Linked DNA regions of Gossypium hirsutum: region 1 is linked to region 2. A link is a contact called in public Hi-C data. All regions are on one chromosome and are shown on one strand. The core of a region is the stretch at or near the end of the contact, and the rest is flanking DNA. Distances in the headings are between cores, read along the strand shown.

Evidence for each region. Hi-C and Micro-C count contacts between places; a contact is called where the count stands out from the background.
Region 1: a Hi-C map of leaf shows a contact between it and region 2, with 1.8 times the contacts expected there. The contact joins the promoter of LOC107953005 here to the enhancer-like site in region 2. A contact is called at or near these places in 2 of 34 Hi-C or Micro-C datasets (both in leaf).

What each region holds. Positions count from the first base shown.
Region 1 is chrA07:29,134,479-29,141,618 of Gossypium_hirsutum_v2.1, forward strand. It overlaps LOC107953005 (60S acidic ribosomal protein P1), which reads right to left and starts at 3,910. Exons shown (of 4, transcript XM_016888231.2): 1 at 3,769-3,910; 2 at 3,535-3,614; 3 at 3,140-3,358; 4 at 2,811-3,037. The coding sequence starts at 3,606. The coding sequence ends at 2,984. It overlaps LOC107953004 (RNA-binding protein 24-B), which reads left to right and starts at 3,975. Exons shown (of 6, transcript XM_016888229.2): 1 at 3,975-4,575; 2 at 4,672-4,801; 3 at 5,132-5,249; 4 at 5,413-5,449; 5 at 5,546-5,777; 6 at 5,904-6,788. The coding sequence starts at 4,360. The coding sequence ends at 6,121.
Region 2 is chrA07:28,982,155-28,988,410 of Gossypium_hirsutum_v2.1, forward strand. No RefSeq gene overlaps it. Among protein-coding and RNA genes, the nearest start is that of LOC121204027, 18 kb to the right of the region's middle. Within about 2 kb of position 1,522, at least 3 of the 9 cell types and tissues checked have an H3K27ac peak or open chromatin away from gene starts, as enhancers often do. A contact at or near this core is called in leaf, where this site is marked.

The DNA.
Region 1 (7,140 bases), core at 2,660-5,159, 150 kb after region 2:
CAAGGTGGAGATTTATAGAGTTATGCCTCATATTTTTCGGCTTTTCTTCTCCCAATTAAACTCTATTTTTAGTTTCTCAAACTCTGATTAGTGTAAGTTATTTTAATATTAGTTTCCTACTTAAACTCTTATTAGTGTAGATTATTTCATATTATTTGACCTACAAATTTAGCCTATAAATAGACCATTTTTGCCGTTTTAGTAAAATTATCTTTTCCCGTAGTTTTTTACCATCTTCAGAGGGATTTTTTCACGTAAAATATTTGTGTTTGCTCTTTTTAATTTCTTCATGATTTTACTTACTCGTTGCTTAAACCGGATTTATCCCCAACTAAGTCAATCATCCAGATTACATTGAATCTAATCTTTTCGAACTTCAATCTTGATCCTGAGTTTCTGCACCAATGTCACAAAAAATTTGAAGAAGAAAAAAAATCTTGTTAGGGGAAAACAAGAAATAGAGACAATTCTGAATTCATGAGAAGTATTACTTGCTCAAATTGACCAGATATGAATATCAAGATATGACTGCAATATAATCTCCATTGCTCACCTGCATTAACGTATTGTTGATAAAAGCAAAGGCTTGAATTGGCTCCTCCACATCATTCATGTAGTTATTAGGAGCAGCGAGAAACTCATGTCTGGTGGTATGAATTAAGCCAGACACTTGAACATATCAACACAAAGCTTATGGAAGACCTGAAGAGACAAAACCTAAACCCTCACATTATGTTAAACATTGAAAAGAAACCTAGTAAAAGCATTCCCTTTCACATTGTTGTAACACGTACGATTGGTCCCTAATCTCTAGCAGTACCTCCAAAATTGAGAAGAATTGCTTCCCATGTCCTTTTTTGAAGGCCCTGCTTCTATAGATTCAGTGTAATCATTGCTTGCAAGCCCATCAGTTTGAGCGATGTTCTTATTAAACATGGATAGAAGATCGATGATATTCTGAATCCTTTTCCTTTCTAGCTTCCACGTTTGCATTGCCAGATTCAGCAAAAATGGATTCTGGTTCAGGTGACCAAGTCATACATGGCTTAGTTTGTTTAATCACATAAGCAACTGGATTATTTAGGATTTTATTGTGAATTTATTTCTTCCTTGATAAAAAGGAATCTGCTAATAGACTTTCATGCTTGTACAGATGATGCTGGTTCTTACAGTGACAGGACATCTCTACTTGTTTTCTGGGGATGGAAAGATGATTCACTAAACAAGTTTTGATATAGAGATGTTTTGGGAGGAGACGACATACTCACTTCATTAATGTCCTGAAAATTTTTATTATATTTGTGTCACTGAGAGGCTGCTTCCATAATATACATATAATAGGAACTCTGACGCCTTCCTTGGAACCAACAGATTCAGAGTTGGACCATTCTTGAAGTATAAAAGCTATATAACTTACTTTTTTTCTTTTTCCCCTCAACTGCGAGCTTACTCTGTTGATTTCAGCAAAGCTTGAATAGAAACATATAGACAATTGTATGTTTATTAGCCGATAACCTTAATATATATAATTTTATTTATTTAATAATTGAAGTCCAATTAATCTTGACCGTATTTGACCACTTTCAATTTTATATGTATATATGTGACATCTATATTATCCGTTTTAGTTGTTTTTGTATCCGGTGTATCTAATTTTATCGCAACCTTCACTGCAGCTTGGCAGAGGGTTCATGACTTCAGCGTTCTGATCAGCGATTACTTGCAAGTTGGAAACAGAGATATAGTAACTTGGTACCAATAATTCTCCTCACTTTCTATATTGGCCAACTTAACACTTGATATGCAAGATATTTCTGGTCATATCTCCGTTCAATCTTCATGTTCTATAACGCATTGGTTCGGTGCTTTCCTTGTGTTCCCTTTTAGCTTCATTTCCATGGTTACATGATTGAAACATATTACAGATGTCTGACGCTCCATATATTCAGGTAGATTGCGAGAATTGATGCCCAATTGGCCATGTTACAGGAAGGACCAGGATAAATACGCTTCGCTTCTACTTGTTTCAGGTGTCTGTTTTGTGTGGTCTTTGCAAAATGAACCCGCATCGGTGGTGACCTCATAATGCAACGACCCAATTAAACTATAATGGAAATGTTTGAAGGAATTTATATACATAAACGTCTAAACATGAACTTCATGCCTATCAATCTAGTACTAAATCAATGGTGTGATTGGCAATTAAAAGTCACTTTTATACTATAAACGAGTTTCGGGTATAGGGTAAAGCTGGATCCAAAATGATTTTGATCCAACTGCTGGAGAGGTTCCATGATCTGCATAACTAATCATTCTGATTAGCACTTAAAATCAAAAGATTTTGCGTGTAATATCCAGCAAATTTATGTATTTTTTAAAGGAATATCCAGAAAGAATCAGAATGAAATATTGGTGAAGAAAATCGTAAAGATGGAAAGTTGAAAAAGTAGAAAAATACAAAATGAACATATGATTAAAAGAAAACAAAATTTGAAAAATATTGTCTTTCAGCTTTTCGGTTCTTTCTTTCTGCCCTTCCATTTTACTACTCTTTTTCTTCTCGTCCTACTTTTCCACTCTACAATAGATAATATAGAAATTCACTACAGTTTATTTCTTCGTATCAAATAGCTATTCCCAACAACTGATAATTTCAGTTGGATCAAATCAAGAGATGTCATCTATAAGCATAATGAACCAACAATCAAAACCAACACAAAAACATGCATTGCAAAAGAATAAAGCAAATACCATTCAACACTCAATGAAGAATGAAACAAAAAAAAAAAGGTCAAATATACTTGTATAAATAAGAAAATTCAAACTTATAATTCAAAAAGGAAGCATTCATCAGTGTCACTTCATTTAAATTAACACTTCTAATTAAGAGAAAAATACCAAAATCAATAAAACTCAAAAGAGTTAGTGTCATACTTAATACGCTAAACCCGTAGTCGGCTGAATCACACACTAAAAGGAGTTCCTAATCAAACAAACTGAATCCCATATCATCATCACTCTCTTCCTCTGGTTCCTCCTGCAAATAGCCAAAGAATCACATATCAGTATAAATGGTGCAAGGAAATAATAGAGACAAGGATATCACATCCACTTATTTATTCGTAATTTTTAATTCCACCTTCTTCTTTTCCTCTGCAGGAGCAGGAGCAGCAGCACCGCCTCCACCAGCAGCTGCAACAGGTGCAGCTGCAGCGACCGGAGCACCACCAGCAGCAGCACCAACATTGGTTATGAGATTCTCAATGTCGCACTTCTCAAAAAGCTTAGCAAACAAGCTTGGCCAATAAGACTCAACAGAGACATTGGCAGCTTTAACTAGCGCGGCAATCTTCTCAGCCTATTAATGACAGTTAAAGAACCCCCCCCCAAAAAAAAAAAATACCTATGTTCCCATACAAATTGGGAATCTCTCAACAACAATAATCAAATTCCTATTTTCCAATAATCCTATCAAAGAATTAAAAAAATTAAATAATAAATCATACAACCCTAAATTATTTGCATAAAGGATACGGTGATGGGGATGCCATCATCATAGAGAATCAAAGCAGCATAAGAGCAAGCAGCTTCGCCAACCGAAGACATCGTTTATGCTATTAGAATTAAACCAAATAAATAAATAAATAAAGCAATTAAAACACAATCAACGTAAAGATTTACATCAATACCGAAAAAAGAACAGAAAGGAAATTCAAATTTCCCAAGAAACAAACAAGAAAAGAAATGGAAAAAAATCAACGAATTTACCTGAAAGATGAATATAGGAGTGATGGGTTATCGGCAAGCTGTGCAGCGCCGCTCTGAGATCAATATGTTGTTAGGGTTTTCTCTATGACTTTGAGGAAAAGGGTTTTAAAGGGAAAAAAAGAAACTGTAAATTGGGCTCCTATGTTTTCGGAGGCCCATTTAACCAAACAATAAAATAAAATTATCGTGGCTGTAAAAAAAGTGGCAGTTATATAACATTAGGAAAAAAAACAACAGCTAAAACAACGAACAACAACAACAAAAAAGAAAGAAAAAACAACACCGAGAAAACAAAAAAACATGATACACGATTGCACGAGTGCTTGAAGAAGGCCAAAGGGATTTTTTTTTTTTAAAAAAAGGCTTTTGGGTTTGATTAATCACTGATGTGATCTTCCATAGAAACGACTCTCCAATATCAAAGTTCACTTTTTTTTTTTGAAAAAAAGAATTCTCCATTTTTTAACCACTCTATATTTGGCTTCTGGGGTAGTTGTTTGTTTTGTTTTTTTTTTTTTGTGGGATTCTTAGCCATTTTCTTTCATCTCTGTTTCTCTTTTTTATTTGGGAGATTATTCTGTGTTTTTTTACATGTCTCAACAAAGGCAATTTCAGATGGTGGGTGGTAGCAACAATCCAGGAGCAGGGCAGTACAATGACACAACTTTTACGAAAATCTTTGTTGGTGGATTGGCTTGGGAAACTCAAAGAGATACCATGAAGCGTTATTTTGAGCAATTTGGAGAGATTATTGAAGCTGTTGTTATTACAGATAAAAATACTGGGAGATCCAAGGGCTATGGCTTTGTAAGCTTATTCATCCCTTTCCTTAATATGTATATATACATATCATTCATTCCATATGACAATTAGAAGGTGATTATCCTTATTTTCCATTTCCAGGTTTCATTTAAGGATCCAGATGCAGCCATGAGAGCATGTCAAAACCCGTCTCCTACCATTGATGGAAGGAGGGCGAACTGCAATCTTGCTTCATTGGGTGCACAGAAGACTCGTCCACCACCACAACATGGTTTTCTTTCTCTCTTTTTCTTTTTAATTGTATTGGTTCTTGTTGAAATGTCATTTCCTTATCTCAATACCAACTCTTTATGCATATGTTAAATGGTCCTGGCGAATATTCACTTCAATATTTGGGGTGAGGAAAGTTATTGTTTGATAATGATATTTCAAAGGATCAAAAAATCCTCCTTTTTTTTTCCTTTGTTCATTCTGAAGATGTGTTTTTTACCATATTGGGAAAACATTTCATATTGGTCAATGCGATCTGGTAAACTGAAAAGTGGATCTAAAAACTAGAGTTATGAAACAATTTAATTTAAGATGAAGTCAATAAATGCAGGAGCTGGACGGTTTAGACCAGCACCTGGGTTGATGGCATCGCCTGTTTATCATGGTTCCTCATCAACATTCATCCAACAACCTAATAGTCAATATTCCATTCCATACTCTGCTTATGGGTGAGTTCAATTATTTTAGAAATGAAATTCAATGGCATTGCCTGCATGAATCCCAACTGGTTAAGCCTCAATGGCATTTCTTATTTTAACATGCATTTTAGTACTCTTTATTGCTTCATTTATCTCCTTTCATCATCCTCATTCCCTGCTTGGTTACTTTCAGGTATACGGGATACTCCCAAGACAGTAATTATCCTTTGGTTAGTGTTTATAAACAGAGCTTGAAAATTAGAAATAAAATAACAACAATTTCTTTGACATTGCTTTGATTAGCTAAATTTGATGGTGTTTTGCAGAACTATTATAGTTTGTATGGAGGTCAACAGTTCTCACCTTACTACACTGCCGGAGCATCAATGACACCCGGAATGTTTCATAATTTTTATCCATTTTATGCTCAATATGCACAAAATAGCCAAGCTCATGGTTTTGGTGTCCAATATCCCCAAATGCTACAGTATCCTTATTTGCCTCAGCAGGGGATCCTATCACTTCCGTCTTCAATGCCTTCGGCAATAACTCCCACAGGTGAGGATTTTACATATCCGGAGAATGTTTACATAGTCCAGTCACTTTCTCTCTTGGTTTATAATATCTATGGCAAGACAACTTTAATGCAACATTCAACAGTAAGTCTGCCGACAAATTTTGCAGCAACTACAACTACAGCAACTGTGACAACAGCAACAACGACTACAGCAACTACGACAGCAGCAAGAACAACTGTGTCGTCATCGGAGACGGCAAAAACAACATCACCGACTACAGAATCACTACCCCCTGCAACTATAGCAACAACTGGGGTGGTGGGATCGGAGTCAGGTCCTTCACAAATTTCTGGGACACCTACTGAAAAGAAAACATCAAGTTAATTTCTGTTGAGGGATGCAGCGTCTTTCACAATACAATCAATGATGTTTTGAAAGGGAAGCAAAGGTAGAGAGTAAACGGAAACAATTGAATAACAACGAATACAACAAAGTTTATTTGAGTCAAAAGAAGGATGCTTCATGCCCGACCACCTAGCATAACAAGACATGGAACTGAAAGAATTTTAGTAGGGGATTGTTGTTCATTCATGGAACGGGCATTTTAGATGTAAAGCTCGCTCCACTAACTGTTTACAGTTCATTATCTATTCGAGTCACCGATTCATCATACATGTTTGGTATAGGACAGTAGGGAGAGTCTGAATTAGTTGTTAGCATTAGGAGAAGAAAATCATATTCGTTCGTGTATGCATGTGCATGAGGTGGAACCTAAATATTGGCTTTGGATTCTACCTTACAAATGATTTTGTCTCGGCTGCAAAAAGCATCCGATGATAATCTTGTTCATATTTGTAGCAAAGTGGTTCAAAAGATTGATTTTGTATCTTTGAACTCAAATTTGATTTTATTGGTCAAGTAAAACGGCGAGCTCGGATAGCTCACCCATTAACTTATATAATTTTTTTCTCTTTTCTGTTGTGTTTCATCATTCATGATTGATACTTTTCAAAGATAGGATTACTTGGAATAATAAGATGGTATTATCTCATTTGTCTTTTATTTCTGGCTTTCAGTGGGTAATTTTTTTTTTTAATTCAATCCATCAAATCCTTCTCTTTTCCTCGAGTTCAATGCATGTGTTTAGACAATGGAATCCAATGGGGTTTTCCCTTTACTTGTTTCAGAGTCAAGCATGCCGTTGAATCATATCATTCTTCTGAATACTGACATTTGATCCTTCCAATTCATTAAAAGCCTGGGAAAAAGTTTGTTCTATGGAAATGATGGCAAATTGTCTCAATACAAAAACTAGGAGATATATACTGCCATAGTTTTTTTCAATCACCAATTTAATAAACTAACTGTTGTAAAGAGATGAAATTCACTTGTAAGGGCAGATT
Region 2 (6,256 bases), core at 272-2,771:
ATCCCTGGTCCAATAAAGCTCTAAAGTCTAAACTAAACCACTTGTATTTAAAAGCTCATAATTGGTGGTAGTAGTGAACAACTTGAGTCTTTCCATGGGTTTTAATTTCCTCAATCAAATTCGTAATTAGACCATCCTAATCTCTCAAAATGTGATCGTCGTGACCTCAAATCATATATGCTCCAGCATAACCCAACACCCTTTACACATTGATATTTTCGTATACATTGAAGTGTTAACAGTGAGTAATTTGCATGTATCACATTCCATAGACAGCTAAATCACCTGTTCTTTATAATTTCCTTTAGTTGCCTTAATTAATTGTTCACCGCGAAATAGGTCCACTTCTAGTTTATGTCCTCATTGGTTCTTGCCTATCTATATATCAACTGCTCAATAAACACAATTTTATTCATAACAACTAAGTCCATTAATGGCAAGACATTTTTACGAGTATTTTGTGAAAATAATAAATTGACATAACACCATATATGTGATAATATGAACTGAAATTTCAAATTTTGAAAAATTAAAAATATTCAAATTAAAATATAAAGATTTAATATTCAACTTATACATAAAAGGAGAACTAATAATAGAAATTACAACTCCATTTGGTTTCAAGAAATAAATTTCATTTTCATTTTCATAGAAAATGAAAAACACTAAAAGAAAACATATTTAGTTCAAAATATAAAAATGATTTTTGGAAGTTAAAAAGTGCAAATATGTGCAAATTTAAAAACAACAAAAAGTTGTTTTCATTTGTTTGACTAAAAATGTTTTATAAAATTAAAAAAAAAACTTTAAATGAAAATTAATTTTTATGCTTTTTCAAGTATTAAATATAATACTCCTATTCAAATCTATATAAATGTAACTTTATTTTACTTATATTGTTTTTATTATAGAAAATATGTATTTATTTCTATTTATCAAATATATTTTTAGTTAATACATGGGCGGGCACACTTGGCATTTACACCCAACCAACCCCTTCCCCTATTTTTCTTCCTTTCTTTTTGAAACCTTTATTAAGATAAAAATCCAGAGACCCAGATATCGTATAGAAATTACACGGCCCAAACCCATTTACACATCCCTATCCTATCCTCTCCAGCTGACTTGATGACTCATCAATGTCGGTCCAATCCAACCATCCGAGAAAGGAATCAATATTTTGTTTACCTTTTGCAAATAAATTAGTAGCAAAAAAAGGTGAAACAAGTTTAATCCATGCAATTATGGGAGAGGAACAATAATTGTATAAATGCATGCATAGACTTAAGGGAGAAACATCATGTCAGATAATGGTGGTCCAAATTAAACGTGCATATGCTTAAATATATTTGCCCCGCCCCCCACCAAAAGTAGAAGAATTAATCAAGTGGAATAAAGTCAATAATATTTTGGTTGGAGCCGAATAAAACCAAAAAGAATCTCACGTGATGATGAGATCTTACTAACTTAAATTGTGTTTTTCCTTTTATTCATTGGATGATAGAATTGTAATGTATTAAGTTACTTTCATAGGGGAATTTGCTTGCTCTGGAACAGTTGGGTGGAGGTAGGGTGGCAGAAACTAGACGGCCGACCAACTGATAATTCTACATTTTCTTTTTCTTCTTTGAAAGACGCGTGATCCACATGCGCTTCGAAAAGTGAGTCACGGTGGGTCTTCGGATTTAATATCATACTTTTTCATGTGCCTTTGCCTTTGATTGCTTCACATTGGACTGGAGAATAAGGATATTATATCATATAAAACCAAATTTAATTATTTATATTTATCGGATCAAAATCATTTGATATTCTCCAAATAAAATATCAGATTTAAAAGAAGAATAACCCAAAACCTACTGGTGGAAGATATCCTGGTGAGTGGTTGAACTTGAAGACCCAAAATTATTTTTGAATTGTTAGGATTTTGACCCGATTAAGCAACGAACAAGTAAAATAGCGGAATAAATTGAGAAATTGAACACACAAATTTAACATGAAAAAATCTCTCCAAAGAGGATAAAAAATCACGGGCAAAGATAATTTTACTATAATGGCAAAAAAACGAAGAATACGAAAGATAGAGATAAAAACTAAACCCCGAAAACCCGAAAATAAAGAACCCACAAAACGTAAATACAAAATTATCTAAATGTGTTATGAGTTCTAATCTCTAATGAGAGTTTTTTTCTAAGGTTGTAAAAGAGCCTATTTATAGGCTAAATTCATAGGTCAAATAATAATAAAATAATCTAAACTAATCAGTGTTTGCTTGAAACAAGTAAACAGAGTTTAACTGAAAGATTATTTCTCAAATTTGACTAAAAATAGGAGTCATATTTAACATGAATTGCAGCGGATATATGTCTTAAAATACATATTAGAACGAGTTCAATGACTAATCTTCTATATTATGCATCATAAGTTCATTAATTAGTAAATACTAACCACGAGTTTTAAAATTGTTTCATACTAAGAATAAAAATTAAACTCTTAACTATTGATTATTATAAAAAAACTATTATTATCTCACTTAACTCTCGTAATTAATGAAAATAGTTTAACACGTGATGTTAACTTAAAAATGGCTGCTGAAAACCTTTCGGTGGATGGTAAATCCATTTCCAATATATATTTTTCTTGGATTTTATGTGCGGTGGTGGGACTGGACAGTCTATACCTTATCATCACTATGTTATCGTAATCTTCTTTAATTATTTTATCGCAAATTATATAAACTCAATTTGGTCCCCCCACAAGTTTGGCAATTATTTTTTTCCATTTGAAAACTTTTACAAAACTTCCCTGAGACTGACCCAAAAGTGTAAGGAGAAAGCAGGAGGGCCGTGGCGGCGGTCATTAAAATTAGTGAGAGCCCATTTTATGATGTCTAACCCATGAAATGGGTGATGGGCTTTCGTCTTCTATCAGTATGGCAATTCCATTCCCATGCTATTAACTTATCCAGCCATTGCTACAATGATAATAAGATATGTTTGGATATATTCGTACGCGAGTCCTATTTATATTTTTTTCTATCTCAATCCCTTGCTTTATGCATTATACTAATTATTTTTGTTGTAATTATAGGGATATTTCTAAATAATATATATTTATACTATTATTTAAATACTCTATTGAGTTAATGCTATCTTTAATCAAGTCACCAATTTAATTATGAAATTTAATATATACTTCTTTTAATTTATAATTAACATTTTTATGATAATATTTTTGTAAAAGAATTATAACTTACAAATTCAAAAATTAAATATGTATTCAATAATATTAAAATACAAATTCATTACGAATCATTATTGAATAAATTTTAACACCGTAGAGGGGATAAAATTAAGTACTATACTATTATAAATTGCAAATATGAATGGAAGAGAATGTTGATTTCATTTGAGTGGTAAATGGTGATCACTGAGTCAACATGTTACTATGTTTGGAGAGATTGGTTGGGTGGTACTGTTGATTGATGTATAGCTATAGCTTTGATGGGTTTGTTTTCCAACAGTATAAATAATAAATGGAATCCTATGATATATCCTTATCAACTATCTTTGCCCCCGTTGCTTCAATTGTTTTCCCCCCAGTCACTTTTTCAGCTTCGGCAAAACACATTTGCATGACAAAGACCTAATCTTTTGCATCTTTGCCTCTTTTTTCTAGTGATTATAATTTTAAAAGTCCAAATCTTTGCTTGCAGGGGTCAACCATACCCTGCCCCCTCTTAAAATCATACATATTTTAGCTTATATTTCTACTGCCAATTACTTTCTTTTGTTTCTATATGTAATTTAGTTAATTTCAAAATAATAAATGGAAATTTGGTTGCCTACAACATTAATAACATCTTATTTGTTTTACTTAAAACAACTTTCTCAAAATAATTTCTAAAAAATAGATTTTTTTTTTGCAAAAACTAATAATTATTTGTATGTTTGAATTATTCTATATAAAATATTTTATGTTATTTGATAAAATCATTTTTTAAAATTTGTTTTCAATATTATTTTCCTATGAGAACCAAAATTTATTTTATAATAAGATAATATCTTATAATAACTTATATAGACTTAATAATAACCGATGCTTAAAATTTAATTTGAAGTTATATTTTTTCTTGTGTGATGTACGAGTTAATTTTATTTAATATAAATATATTTTTAATTTAAAAATAATAATCAATAACACTTGTTCTTGACAAACAAATAATTTTTATAGTAATCCATAAATACTTTTTTATATATTTAAAAAAATAAAAATTCATAATATAAATTTTGGAGAAAATTTTAATTTTGTATAATAATTTTAAAAAAAAATTAATTATTAAGATAGTATTTAATGTATTACTAATTTTACAAAACTTTTTAGAATTATGTTTTTTGGAATAAAATTTATAGAGAATATTTTTTAAATTAAAAGTGATGATATAAAATAAAAAAATGTTTTAAATTTGATTTTATGAAAAATTTTATGGATAAATAATTAGAAATATTTATTAGAAATATTATAATATTAAAATATATATATATATATATAGAAAATTATTTTTAAAAATTTACTTTGTAAAATAGTTAATGCCATGGAGGAATTTTTAACTCTTACCTTGACTTTGTAAAGACATTTTCTAAAATGTTGAATAATATAAATGTATATATCATATTATTTATTCTTTTTTTAAAATGTTTAATAATATAAACGTATACATTTATTGTGAGAATTTTGGTTCAGTATAAGTAGAATTGTTCATAGGTAGGGTCGGATTTGGGTTGGGTCTTGATAAAAAGTTTGGGCTTGTTTGATAGGCCCGAGTTTGGTCTGTTTCAAAAAAATGGACCTAAAATTTTGCCTAAGCTCAGTCCGGATAAAAATGCTAAAATTAGGATCCGACTCACCTATATTAAAATTTTTATATAATTTCTTTTAAAAAATATATAATATATCAAAACACTAAAAATATTAAGATAAAATTTTCTCAACAAATTGAAATAAATTTTAAAAAAATTATTATACTTAAATAGTACTAAGATAGAAGCAACTTAATAAACAAATGTCTCTAAAATAGTAGCAAAATTAACAATAAAATAAGAGTTACACAATATCCAAACAATAATAACAAAATAGTAATAATATAATAGTGAAATGACAGTAAAATAGCGAGAAAACAACAACAAAACAGTGAGAAAATAGTAAGAAAATAATAGTTTTTTTTGCAAATTCGGGTCGACCTCAAGCTAAAAAAGCCTTACACAAGGCCCAACCCTTTTTCTAAACGAGTCTTATTCTTTGCTCAATCCCATTTTTTAAGTCTATATTTTTGGCCAAACCCACTCACTTTTCGAGCGAACCTTCAGGCCAGGCCTTCGGGTTGGGCTGAGTGACTCTGTCCATAAATAGTTCTAAGTATAAACGATATTATTAAATCAATTTGTAAAAAACATTTTTTTAACTATTGAATAATATAAATGTATACATTTATAAATTGACTTTTGAAAAATAATTAATCGTGTAAAGTTATAATTAATGAGTTATTAAAAAATAAGAGTTGTCAAAATTATACCTAATCCACTTTAAGTCTACTTTCCTTCTTTGTTTCAAAACATTGCTATAGATTATCTATAGGTTAAATATTTGTTTTAGTATCTAAATTTTGACAAACGTTTTGAATTTTAAAAATTCAATTTTGATATCTGAAATATAACATAATTTATCAATGTGGTACCTCTTACTAACTGTTAATCTTTTACTTGTCATGACATGCAGCCTGATCATAAGTTATCATTTGTCACTTTTTGTCAAAAATATTTTATTTTAAATAAAGCATTGGGGACTTAAAAATTAAATAATTTTTTTTTCTTTTAATCATAACTTTTTTATTTCAAAATTAATAATATTTAATTAAAATAAACTTCAAAAAATGGAAATTAAAATTTCATTTATTTTGAAAAACCAAAAAATGTGTTTCTTCTTCCATTTAAAAAGCATATTATTTTTTTCTTTTAAATTTTTTTAAAATCATCTTTCACATCCTTTTCATTTAATCCAACCTTTTATTCCATCAACTTGTTTTTAGCATGAATCGATTTAAATTTTATTTTTGAATTACTTTTGGGAAGAACATTTCTTGGTTCATTTAACATTTCTAGAGTCTTTTGAAAAGAAATTTAAGAACATTTCTACTTTTTATTTATTTATTTAAGAAGCCGTATTTCAAAGAATTTTGAACTACAAATCAACATAACAT